Linked DNA regions of Columba livia: region 1 is linked to region 2. A link is a contact called in public Hi-C data. All regions are on one chromosome and are shown on one strand. Each heading gives the region's core, a stretch centred on a gene start, on an enhancer-like site or on the middle of the called end of the contact. The rest is flanking DNA. Distances are from core to core; before and after follow the strand shown.

Region 1 (6,171 bases), core at 3,093-5,592, 200 kb after region 2:
GGACACCAACGTCCTTATGGGTTTTGGTGCCCTGACTGCGGGTTCACAAAAGCCACTTTGACTCAGAAATAACATTCAATTGTGTGACTTCAGCTTTCAAATCAATGAAACTTCAGCATATGCTCTCAGTTACATTTTCAGGGGATTCCTCAGTGAATAAGCACTAACAGCCAAAAAAACACCAGGCGAGTTTCAATCTTTGCTTTCCCATTTTATGGAGTCATCAGTTTCCAACGTAGATCAGAAGAAAAGCTTCTGTCAGTGACGCTATTTTGGGAAGATACCTGACCCCAGATCTTTTGAACAAATTATCCAGGAGCAAAAAAATGATCCATGATCGATCCTTCATAAGTCCTGAGAGTGGTAAATAGTGTAAAAACTGGTTTGATTTACTGAAGCATTCAGAAATCTTATTCTACACAACATTTTGCTGTTCCTTTTATGTATTAATAGTAACTATCTACAATTAACTGTCAGCCTAGCTGTGATATAATCACACTGCAGCTTTAATTTATATATGTATATAATTATGCAATAATTATATACATATATAAATTATTTCGTAATTATATGTAATTATAACTACTGGGAATAGGACTCTCCTGCAAATAACACATCTCTTCCTATTGAAGGCACGTTACAAGTCGCTACCTGACCTTCATGAAGGGTTTGGAAGCTGGCCTGCTAACCAAAAAAATTCATGCTATTTGATACGGACAAGAGAAATAACATTACACAAATGAAGAAAGTATTAGGAAATATCCCTCAGCACCCATTTAACCACAGCACGTGGCTGATGATGGAGGGGACGGGGTGTGATGTTCTTCATGCGTAGCTTACCCTGAAAAGCAAGGGGGTCTTCGTTTATCTTGGGCTTTAGGAGCAACCATGGAGAGAAAGATGAGATTTCTGTTTGTACAAGGGGAGAGAAGGCAAGCCAAGACCGAAATATAAGGTTAGCAGCCCATCGCCTCGTGTCAACACGCGTTTCCAGGAACCTCCCGGTTTTTTAGAACAGTTGTGGCTGGAGAAGATCCTATTGCTCATCCCTTGCTTGTACAGTCCTCAAAACTAAACTAAACTGAGGGGTTTGGGGGTTTTGGCTTTTTCTAATTGGGTTTCTTTATTATTATTATTTTCCCTTTCCTTTTCAAATAGGACTTTTAAGTATTGTTTCGGCTGAGCGCAGCATAGCCAAGAACAGAGTTTCGCCCACCTTTGACTACAATACAGTCAAAATATAGTTTTAGAGCTGGACCCGGAACGGTTCTTTTTCTCTGGAGGTTAATTTCAGCAAGAGCAATTTATGGTTGAAATAAAGCCAGTGGAATTACATTTTCTGATGTAATATCATACATCTTCTAACAGTTTCTATAGACTATGGTATGTGATTACTGCACTGTGTCTTTAAATGTGTACATGATACATCCCAATCTTCATTACTTTAATAACAAATGCATCACTCCACCCATATAATCTTCATTTGCCCGATGAGATGGGTACCCAAGATCAAGACACCATATGCAATAAAAATGATTTGGATTTTTCTATTTCAAAAGAACTCACTTTTAAGTTTTGGACGCTGCTGACAAAGAAAATATTATTACATCTAACTTTGCAAAATAATATTCATATCTGGCAGTATGTATATAACCACTGAGGAACATCAAAGCCCAGTCCATGGATGTACAATTATTCCCATGCATAGTAATCATTGAGATGCTTCCTTCAGAGTCAAGACTGGTCAAATATAGGATGCTTTGAGATGAAAGAAATAGATGGACGAGGTTAGGAACGAAAAACAGATGCAACATCTGCCCGAAACAAACATATTAAGATTTTACTACTTCATTGCTAAGACCCAGCAGTTAACATCTTAGACTTTGCTTTGAGATAAATCTGAATTAAAAGTGCCTTACACAAAGGAGCAGAAACTCAATGTGTTGCTCATCCAAACCAGTACAACCACCACATTAATATCGTGTTCAGCATCTGCCCTGGGGACTCTCACCGCAGTACCTGTGGGATTGCTGCTCCAGGAGGATTCGGGTCTGCACAGTGTTTGTAAGTGCTGGAGCTTCAATGGGTCTCCAGATTTGTTGCCTCTGATCCTGCAAGAGCTGAACAAGGATCTTCAGCAGCCCAGTGTGGCAAGGACTTCAGTTTTATATACTACCAGGAAAATAAATGAGTGGTGAGCAAGGTATCATTCAGGCGTGGTTCTTTATAGATAAATGAGAAAAAAAAACTTCCTATTTATAAAACAGCAAACATTCAATTACTTCTTCTTCTAACAGGAAAAAGTGCACTCACCAGCATTAGGACATATTCCATTTTAGCAGGAAATTAAACCCACCCCGTGTTTCAGTAATACATCATTCAACTGTTGGGCTGAGGGAGCTTTGGCCAAGAAAGCCTTTCTGCTTTGGAAACACGGGTGCAACAACTCCTTGCAAATCATCTGCGAGCCATATACCATAAAAGAGAGAAATGACGTGAAGAAAGCAAAATATATCTCAAGATTTTGCATAAAAGGGAATCAGAAGTGTCCTACTTGCATGGCTGTCCTACTTGCGTAGCCTGTATTTTACAAGTGGGGGCTGATGGGGGCCCTTTGAGCTATATTTTCCTCCTTTAGGACAAAGAACCTGAACTAATGCCCCGGTACATGCCTAAGAGCAGCACAGGAATGCCACAAACCAGAAGCTGTTGTCTGAATTGTGCATCATTGTCCTACCTGAAGAGAAACCTCATGCCCTGCTGCTGCTGACAATGTTGTGACTGAGTGTTGGGCAAAGAAACCTGGAAAGCCAAACTGGTGCCTTTTCAAGAGCACGCGCGCAAGCGTACACTGAAGGTCTCTCTCACTTCTGTGTCAGAAAATAAGAATCTCCTACACAAGATTAAAACCACAGCCCACAGCTTAACGAGTAGTGCAGAAATGGAAAACACACAGTGAAGTGGGAAAATTATGCAGCGCTGGTATTCTAGCAAAGCAAGTCTCTAGACACACCACAACCTTCTTATGGGAAACAAGGTGTCTATTAAAATAAAAAGAATCTGAAAATGCAATATAAAACTCTTGATTCATCCTGGTCCCTTTCAAGCCGATAGCAAAACTCCCATTGACTTCACAGCAGAGCAGACAAAAAGTTCTCTACAGCCTGCTGGTCAGGCTAAGAATGGCCATGTGCAATATGAACTAATATTGACATATTTGGGGATTATACCAAGTATATCAGCAAAAAGCAAGTTTCCAGACAGGTTTTCAAGAATATTCATTAATGACATCTCAACATTATAGAATCACAGAACAGTTTGGGTTGGAGGGACGTTCCCAGCTCCCCCAGTGCCCCCCCTGCCATGAGCAGGGACATCTTCACCAGCTCAGGTTGCTCAGAGCCCCGTCCAGCCTGGCCTGGGATGTCTCCAGGGATGGTTCATCCACCACCTCTCTGGCCACCCTGGGCCAGGCTCTCACCACCCTCAGGGCCAACAATTCCTTCCTCATGTCCAGCCTGAATCTCCCCTATTTTAGTTTAAAACCATCACCCCTCTTTTCTTTGGTCTTCACCCATGCTCAAAGCTCAAATTTGGGTCAGGATCATAGAATAATTTCAGTTGGAAGAGACCCTCAGGATCACCAGGTCCAACCATAACCTAGCACTAAACCTTGTCCCTAAGAACCTCACCTAAATGTCTTTTAAACCCCTCCAGGGATGGTGACTCCACCACTGCCCTGGGCAGCCTGTTCCAATGCCTGATGATGCTGTCCATAAAGAATTTTTTCCTGATACCCAATCTAAGCCTTCCCTGGTGCAACTTAAGGCTACTTCTTCTTGTCCTATCACTTGCTGCTTGCGAGACCAACACCCTCCATGCTACAACCTCCTTTATAGGTAGTTGTAGAGAGCAATAAGGTTTCCCCTATGGAGTAACAACAAGAAGAAGGATGGATGTCCTCATAAGACACTGAACTTGGAACAGGGAGACGAAATTATAGGTTTTGACAATAAAAAATGGAAATGGAAAAAGCTTATCTATGCACCATACACATTGAAAAGCTTAATCGTGTGTCATGCACACACTTTAAGTCATTCTTACCTTTTCTATAAGCTCAGTGCAAGGGAATGCTCCTGAACACGGGACTTCCAGCCCCCACAAGCGCCACAGCTGCCCCGCAGCATCCCCCGGAGCAGGAGCGCGGGGCCAGCGCCCCCTCCCCCGGCCCCCTGTCCCCGTCCCCGCTCCCCGCCCGCGGTGCCGGGATTCCCGGCTGCCCCCGGCCCGGCTCCCCGAGCGGCTACTGGAACGGAAAGGAGAGGAGGGGGAAATCCCGCTGCCGCCGCCCCTATAAGAGCCGCCGCGGCCCCGCCGGTCCCTGCAGCGTTCCCCGGGCAGCAGCGATGGCACAGCGCGGTGACAGCGACACCGGCGGGCGGGCAGCGCCCCCTAGCGCCGCAACCCTGCCCTGGGCGCTGCTGCCCGCGCTCTGCCTGGCCCTGGCCTTGTCACCTCCCGTCCGGGCGATGCCGCCGCCGTCCTCCCCCCTCGCCGAGAGGATGAACCGCTCCCGGGAACTGCTGGCGGCCGCCAGCGCCTCCATCCACCAGCTGAAGGTGTGCGGGTGAGGGGGCTGGGGCGGCGGGGATGGGGCAGGGAGGGTACCCAGGAGGATGGTGATGGTAGCTGCAGGTACCCAGACAGGCGCATGTTCTCTGCAGACCCGCTTTAAGCCTCAGTAACTGGTCTTTGTTTTCACGCCTCCCTTGACCAGCCCTTTGGGCTGGGGTTTTGCTCAGTTGTCTCTCTCAACCCGTGCTCACTCACCCTCACAGAAACACACTCACCATTAGCAGCACCAGCGGATTTGAACGCTCTCAGTTTTGAACAAGCTCTTTCTCTGAGGCCCCTGCAGAGCTGGCTCAGAAAGCACTTGCTCCTGACTCTTTGGGTTGGTGCTGTAGCATTTTCCACACTGAAGCTCTCTGGCAGCAGTGTCAAGGGGATTTTGGTTTTGCTAAAATTCCCTGCTATTGTTACAAGCTTTATCTCAGATAACCACAAAAAAACCCCGGCACTGCATAGGTGCGTTGTTCTGCACTTGCAGTGGGCCAGCGAGCACTGTTAAATGTCTGTGCAGATGGTATCAGTAATTTTTCACTTTCTGTGAGTTACTTTACATTTGCAACTATAGCGACGTAAAGTTCTCAATAGATTTGAGGTCTGAGAGAATAATTTAAAGTAATGGAGGCAGCGCAATTCACAGCAGCATATAAAACAAATCTGTGCCAAGCCTGAGCTTATTCCCATTAAACACAACTGCCTCATGCACTTCAGTCTCTCAGTCTATTTGCTCCCTTTCATGTTTAACCATAATCCTCACACAGCCTCACTCCTAGGATTCCGCTAAGTGCAGACAGCTGTGATGCATCACATATAATTGTGTGTACTTACAGATATATATATATATATACGGTATCACAAGGCTGAGTCAACAACCCTTTTCTATTCCCTTTCCAACACAGGAGCTCGGCACGCTGGGATTTGAATGTACCCTTGAAGAGGTCGATCTAGAAGATATCACTAAGGATAAGATCAACACCATAAAATCTTGTATATCTCAGGATCCAGAGGTAAAATATATATATATATATATATATATATATATGTGTGTATCAAGTTTCAGCATCATATTTTCATGTAACAGCCGTATAATTCACACTTCCACAAAATCACTATGTCTCATTTCTTCTTTAATTTGCAGACTGGAAACTGTCCAGCACTGGAAAGATCTACTTTTGATACGGTAAATTGCAAGTTTCCCAAAATAACCCCTTCTTTTGCTTGTTGTATGTTGAAAGCACTTACAACAGAGTCATGCATTTCCTAATAACTCTGGATTTTGCAGAGTAAATGCCTGCAGGGCATCTATGAGGATCTGAATGCCTACAGGGCAGAGCTGAGGAACTTGGGTGATCAAAAGGTTCTGACAGCTATTGATGAGATGATGACAGTAAGTATTTCTGTCTCCTTCCTTTCTACTATTTCTGTCTTAAATCAGAGCTATTAATTCATTTTGTAACCAGGCAAATAGTGACCTTTCTTCAATCTGGTAATTTTTACTGTCCCTGTTTTTCCTAGAAGGGACTTGATCCTTATGAATTATGT
Region 2 (6,178 bases), core at 1,682-4,181:
TAACCTCTTTCTTAAAACCCATTGTAATGGATCTCAAAGTGAGTAGCAGCAGAGGTGACCTATCTGTGTGTCTTGAAATTGTTTTGGGATGTTCAGGGCAATAGCAGACTGAGAATAGGAGAAGAAGGGCCTGTAGCCGTGCAGGAGGTGAGTCCACGGCTGTGTGTTTAGTATCCTAAACTTGCACCCACACTATGCAGCACATTGGCCCATCGTTGGGTTGGCCGTCTTTGTGTTGGGCCATTGTTGGCATATGACCATAATGGCCTTATCACAGAAACACTTAGGTTGGGATAGACCCTCGGGATCATGGAGTCCAACCATAACCCACCCCTGTCCCTGCCCCATGTCCCTGAGAACCTCATGTCCGTCTGTCCAGCCCTCCAGGGCTGGTGACTCCAGCACTGCCCTGGGCAGCCTGTTCCAATGCCCCACAGCCCTTTGGGTAAGAAACTGTTCCTACTTTGGTGTATCAGCAACTGTGACATTTCTATTCATATACAAGTTGTTTTAGAAGTGTCAGATGGAGAGTGCTACCCATAAATGTAAGGATTTTTTTTCCCCCCTTTATGTTAAATTGTCTTATTTCTTTCTCTTTTTTTCCTGCATTTTTTTATTCTCACTTTGCACAGGCTGCTGGTGTAAAGGGTTTATTCATGAGGTTAACCTAATTACTGTCTTCAGAAACAAAGCCTGTTTCTACAGTGAATATCCTTTTGATATCCATCATCTGAATATTGCCTAATAAAGTTAGCAAATGGCCTCCAAATGAACCAAAATGATTCAGTATCTCATCTAGCGAAGAATGTATTATGGTTTTACTGATCCTGACAGAAATGTTTAAAATTCTCAATGCATTGCTTTGCTGGTGGATTAACATGCTTTTTTTTTTTTCAGTCTTGAGATGAAAAACACCGTCTGGATTTAATGCAACACTTACAAAATTGCTGATGTGAGTCTCTGTTCAAGCTGTTTTCCATGCACGCTGGAGAGTTTACCAGGGACAACTGGAAAGTTCACTTTGAGCAGCTCCAATACTTGTAATCAGGAACTAAAATACATTCATGGAGTTGCAAGAGCAAAAGGCACCGGTTTCAGTGCCTTCGTAGATTTTCCTTGCGTGGAACAAAGGTGATAGACTTTTCATGTACGCAAAACTTGGAGCTGTGTATGGTCTGGGGAGATAATTAAGGAAGATCGATATATATGACTGATTGAGTTTTGACCCGAGTATACAGTTTCTGTCTGAATATTGCGATTGCCAAACCTTGGGCTGTGTGGAATTGTTCACGTTTATTCAGATTTCTCTGGCTTTTGGGTGAGTGTTGGTTTAAAAACCTGACATTAAAGCCCATTTCAGTCCTTCCTAGTGCTCGTCTCAAGACAGTCCTTGCTCTACTCCTTCATTTGTCTTTTCTTTCTGGGGAGAAACGGTGAAGACAAATCCAAACTCTTTTCCCCTAAAGATTATCGTTCTATTAAGCGAATTCTTGGACAACTGAATTCAGATTTCGCTTGCTTTCTCTGAAGCAGAAACCCAGCTAATCCTGTTAAAAAGAGCGTAACGAGCGGATTCCAGTGTTCTCGCTGCTGCCTACCTGCCTGGTTCCTGCAGGTATTAATTGTGGAGCCTGGGCTGGTCTTCATGTCCTTAATCTTCTGTCTCTGCTTAGACTGGAACTTTTATAAGTAATTTAACCTGATTATGATACATCTTTATTGGAAAATATTACTTTACAGAGCATTTCAGAGCGCACTTGACAAACTCCCTTGTTCCGTTGAGCGCAAAAAACCAGCGCTGAGCGACGACGACGCTCGATGCGTCCGAAGGGAAACTCATTATTTCAGTTACTTCTTAAATAGCTCTCTGCTTTGGAAAGAGCAGTTGAGTTAATGGTAGTTTGGCATCATTATGTATTAATGGGCTCCCTCTGATTTATTTTCCTGGCAGTTATCCACCCGCACGATGCATCACGCCCAACCGTTGTGTTTCCCCCGCTGTCGAGTGCTGGATCAGGACCTGGAGCCAACGTGGGACCAGAACAGCATCTCACGTCGTTTTTACTGGTGAGTTATGGGCTGTCGCACAGAATATCTGGACACACTTAATAACTTTCTGAGGACTGTAACAGACGTCGAGGTACGTGCTGTCACCAAGCTCCCGCTCGCCAGATGCTGTTACACTGTGCTGAGTTGCCTTTGGAGATATTTTTGTAATTACAAACTTCTCTTTTTTTTTTTCCCAAGCTCCAGAAGCGCTTAAATTAAAAAATTGATCCTGTGGAATTATATTGCTGAATATTAAAGTTGGTATTTATTTGCAAGAGTCACTTTGGGGTGCTTAATTTGTCCGCAGGAGCAAGGTTTTCTGCTCAGGCTGCAAAATGGTGCAATAAAAATCAGTGATTGATGTTTATTATCAGATTAAATGGTTTAGCTGTGGGGATCAAAGTTATAAATTACAGCCCTCCCCAAGCTGTGATTGGCCACCAGAGATCTTTCCAAGTGCCAGCGTTTTTTAATGAGATCGTATATTTTCAAGCCTCTAACAGTAGCAACTTTTGTAGTTTATTGAAACTGTGTTTAAAATAACAGCTTACCGGGTGTCAAAAATGTTGGGTATGTTTTCTATTTGCTTAGTCAAACATACCAGAGGAAAAAAAAGCATGAGTTAAAAGCGGGGATTTTGGTTGCCAAGCAAAGCCTGAGGGCTTCAGGAACACAAGGGATCCTCCGCCTCTGTGCTGGGTTAATTTTTGCTGCTTCTCGTGTTTGGTCATTGCACTATAAACATGGGACCTCAATGTGTAGCAAATGCAGATGCTCTTGGGCTCTGCAAACGGTGACCATAACCTGGTTAACTACGGAAGTTGAGTATTTCCATTCCCGAGTGTCGTGGAGAGAGCACAACGTTAGTGTCGTGTTGGTTGGATCAAAGTTTAATGATCAGGTTTGTCCCTCTTGGAGACTGGCCCTGGTGACACCAACTCTGCTCATCAAAGTCGAGGAAACCGGAGATTGCTCTAAATGGCAGAAAAATGCAAACGCCCCGATATTATTTGCTTATAGCCGAAGGGGCTTGGCCTAAATAGCAAAAGCATTATATTCAAATTATAGACATTTGATGAATACTGAAAGAATCTTCTTAGATTGTTCTATCTGAAAACTAGCAGTCAAAAAATAGCTAAAACTTAGTCTGCCATTAGAGAAGACTAAATTATATTTTGTTACTTGCTGTAGGAGATTTATAATTGGGGTAATATCTTTACAGTGGAAGCATTCATCTCAAGTACAGTATTGTAGCATCAAACACATGACATTGTCTTCCTGTCCCCAGGACATTTTTTGTTAGAAAATCATTTGTTTTACTCAAAGGAGGCCTTTTTTCTTGTTATATTAAGAAGTTGGGTCTGTTTTCCTTGTGGCTGCATTTACACTTGGGAGATTCTGATTAAGCAGTTTGGTTCAAAGGAGGTTGCGCTGTACGGTCATATTTGGGGGAGGGAATTGAGTTTCAAAGCAGGATCTTCCCTCCCATTCTTCTGCACCAGCACAGTGGATGCTCTTCCATGGGCATCAGGGAGAACATGGGGCTTTTTCAAAGGTGAGAAAAGATTCTTTCAAGTGATGTACAAGTATCGATCGACTGATTTGCAGCCGGTCGTACCAAGTGTTATTTCACTAGTTTTACCGATGCGGGAAGGACTTGCCCAAAGTTCCTCTCAGGCATGGGGGGGGGCCCATTTGTGCGTGCTGAACAATTGCTTTAGCATCGCTGGAAGGCCCTGAATTAATGAAATAACGCTTGCTGTAATTATGACACCTTCATACATGGAATGATTTGGTCCATTGTCAAGTCAAATTAGTCTTTTTTTTTTAATTATTATTATATTTTAAAGGCTAAACTGGGCAGAGGAACCTGCGATTGCCGCGGCGGGGGCAAAGCGGAGGTCTGGGGGGCTGTCGGGGGAGCTGACGCGGCCCTTGCTGCTGTAATTGCACCTTTACCTTGCAAGCCCTGGTGGAAAAATAATTAAATCCTATAAAAGCCTGTCTGATTTTGAGCCCCAAGGGTATCAATTAAATGTAATAATGGTAACTGCAGCTTTTAAGCAAATATGTACTTTTTTTTTTTAAAGAAATGAGATGAAGTCTTTTGCGCGGCACGGAGCTGAAGATTTTATTTCCATGTTCTTCCTGTGAAGTCTCAGGAGGAGCCGTTTATGCCCAAAAAACAGAGGCAGGAAGATATTCAGGGGTTTGTTTGGTGGTCCTGGAGGTACCAACATGCCCATGATTTGATGTCGCTTAGCTGGGATAAGCCGTATGTGGTAACCTTGCGATTCGTCATCTTGCATCTTTGGGAATAAGTCCCTACAGTTGGGTTTTTTTGTTCGGTTGTGGGTTGTTTGGTTTGGTTTTTTCCTCTAGTATCTCACATGCTTGTCCTGTAAGGGTTTCTGTATCTCGGGATATCTGCTTAAAGCCAGATGAGTGTGGATTCCACCCCGTTGCAGCGCGGATGCTCGTTGCTGGGCTGCAGCTCCGTGAAGCGCCGCAGGAGCAGCCGCGTACACCTCCTGCAAGGTTGCATCCGAGGGAAATAAACCACCCAAATTATCCTAATAAATTATAATAATTGTGCCTGGCAGCATGCGGTAATTTAAAATAGATTAATCTAACAGGCTTTAAATATGAATAAAAAATAAACATCTTCATGCATTGGGAATCTTATTCTACTTAATTCCGAATGAATATTAATTACCCCTCATAAACCCAATGCAAAAATCGATCTGCGTGGAGAAGCACAAGGTATTAAGTATACCAAATTGGACGGGGCCCAGATGAACGTTCTCCTCATCAATTAAAGTCGGATTACGCTGCCGCTCGACTCTGTCACCGGCTGCCTGGTGATGAGAAGTAGTATTTACATCAGGGGCTGTGCTGTTGTGGTTTATATTTGATTTTGTATCCCTGTTTCCCGGCAGGGTGGGATGGGTCGGGACCTCCCTGCTGTCCCGGTGAGGAAGGAAGAAGCCGCAGGTGACACTTGGCCACCGGAGGGGTGGCTGGTGCCGGTCACCAGCGTCCCCCCTACGCTGCGTCCTCCATCCCCCTGCGTGCCAACCCACAGAGCTGAGATCGGGAGTCTCATCTCCTGATTTCTGCAGAGGTGAATACAGGAAAAAAGCTTTCTCACCTGGCAAAATGACTCCTCGGGCCATGGTGACATACTGGGTAAAGCGAGGTGCCATCCCGGCTGGCAACGCGATGCTCCGGTGCCTTTTCTGTGCAGGGAGCAGGGATTTTAACCGGAGCAGAACTAAAAACCTGCTCGGTTTTGAGTTGGAACATATGGAAGATGGATGAGAGGGAACATCTGCACCATCTGCTGTAGGGGAGCTCGGTCCTTCATCCTCGCACCTTGCTGGGAAGCTGTTGTGTTTGGGTGATATCATTCCCTCCCATCATTGCCATTCTCCAAATGCCGAGTCTGTCTTTGGCAAAACGCTTTGCTGAGCAGCACCGGGAGCTCCTACATGGAAACATCCTCTGCTGCATTTTTCCGCATGTGTCGTGGGCAAATATATTTTGCATGTACATGTGTGTGCCAGGATCTTGGTTTTGGTGAACATACACAGTGTGCCAGGTGTAAAATGAGGATAACTGGGGTGTTTGGAGATGCAAGGGCACAGCGGGAGCTGCTGAGAGGCAGGAGGGGATGTTCCTGCGGGGAATCCCTGTGGAAAATGGGGTTTGTGTGTGGGAGAGCCCACGGCAGGTGCATCACGACCAGCCTGCTCCCAGGGACGTGGGGACGACGTCTTGCATCTTGGTTTAAATCGTAAAGCCCGGCAGAGTTAAGTGAAGGCCACTGACTGTAAAAGGTGACAGGGACATTTTAAGATGTATCGTAAAATAAAGTGTAGCCTGGGCAAAGCTTATGATGGGATCTGTTCAGGCTTTGGCCTCCATTTTAAAGCCACCTTGATCTTTTAACACAGAAGCGATTCGCTGTCGTTGTGCCGTGCCTGAGATGTGCAGATGCTGTGCGGACAAGTGTTCGGAGGCTGCTGGTGTCCTCAGGGTTTAAAGATAAAGAGGAGGGAGGAGGAAAGGAGAAGTATTTCTTGTGTCTTCCTGAGCCAGACCAGGACCTTGTTTCGGGTGTATATTG

Evidence for each region. A called contact is a pair of places that touch in the nucleus more often than the background predicts.
Region 1: a Hi-C map of crop shows a contact between it and region 2, with 4 times the contacts expected there. The contact joins the promoter of IL12A here to the enhancer-like site in region 2. A contact is called at or near these places in 2 of 2 Hi-C or Micro-C datasets (crop and liver).

What each region holds. Positions count from the first base shown.
Region 1 is chr9:2,106,881-2,113,051 of bColLiv1.pat.W.v2, forward strand. IL12A (interleukin 12A) reads left to right here and starts at 4,343. Exons shown (of 5, transcript XM_065073220.1): 1 at 4,343-4,619; 2 at 5,529-5,636; 3 at 5,768-5,809; 4 at 5,912-6,016. The coding sequence starts at 4,407. LOC110362360 (a long non-coding RNA gene) reads right to left here and starts at 4,149. Exons shown (of 6, transcript XR_010474576.1): 1 at 1-4,149.
Region 2 is chr9:1,910,965-1,917,142 of bColLiv1.pat.W.v2, forward strand. No RefSeq gene overlaps it. Among named protein-coding and RNA genes, the nearest start is that of MFSD1, 22 kb to the left of the region's middle. Within about 2 kb of position 2,932, at least 1 of the 3 cell types and tissues checked has an H3K27ac peak away from gene starts, as active enhancers do.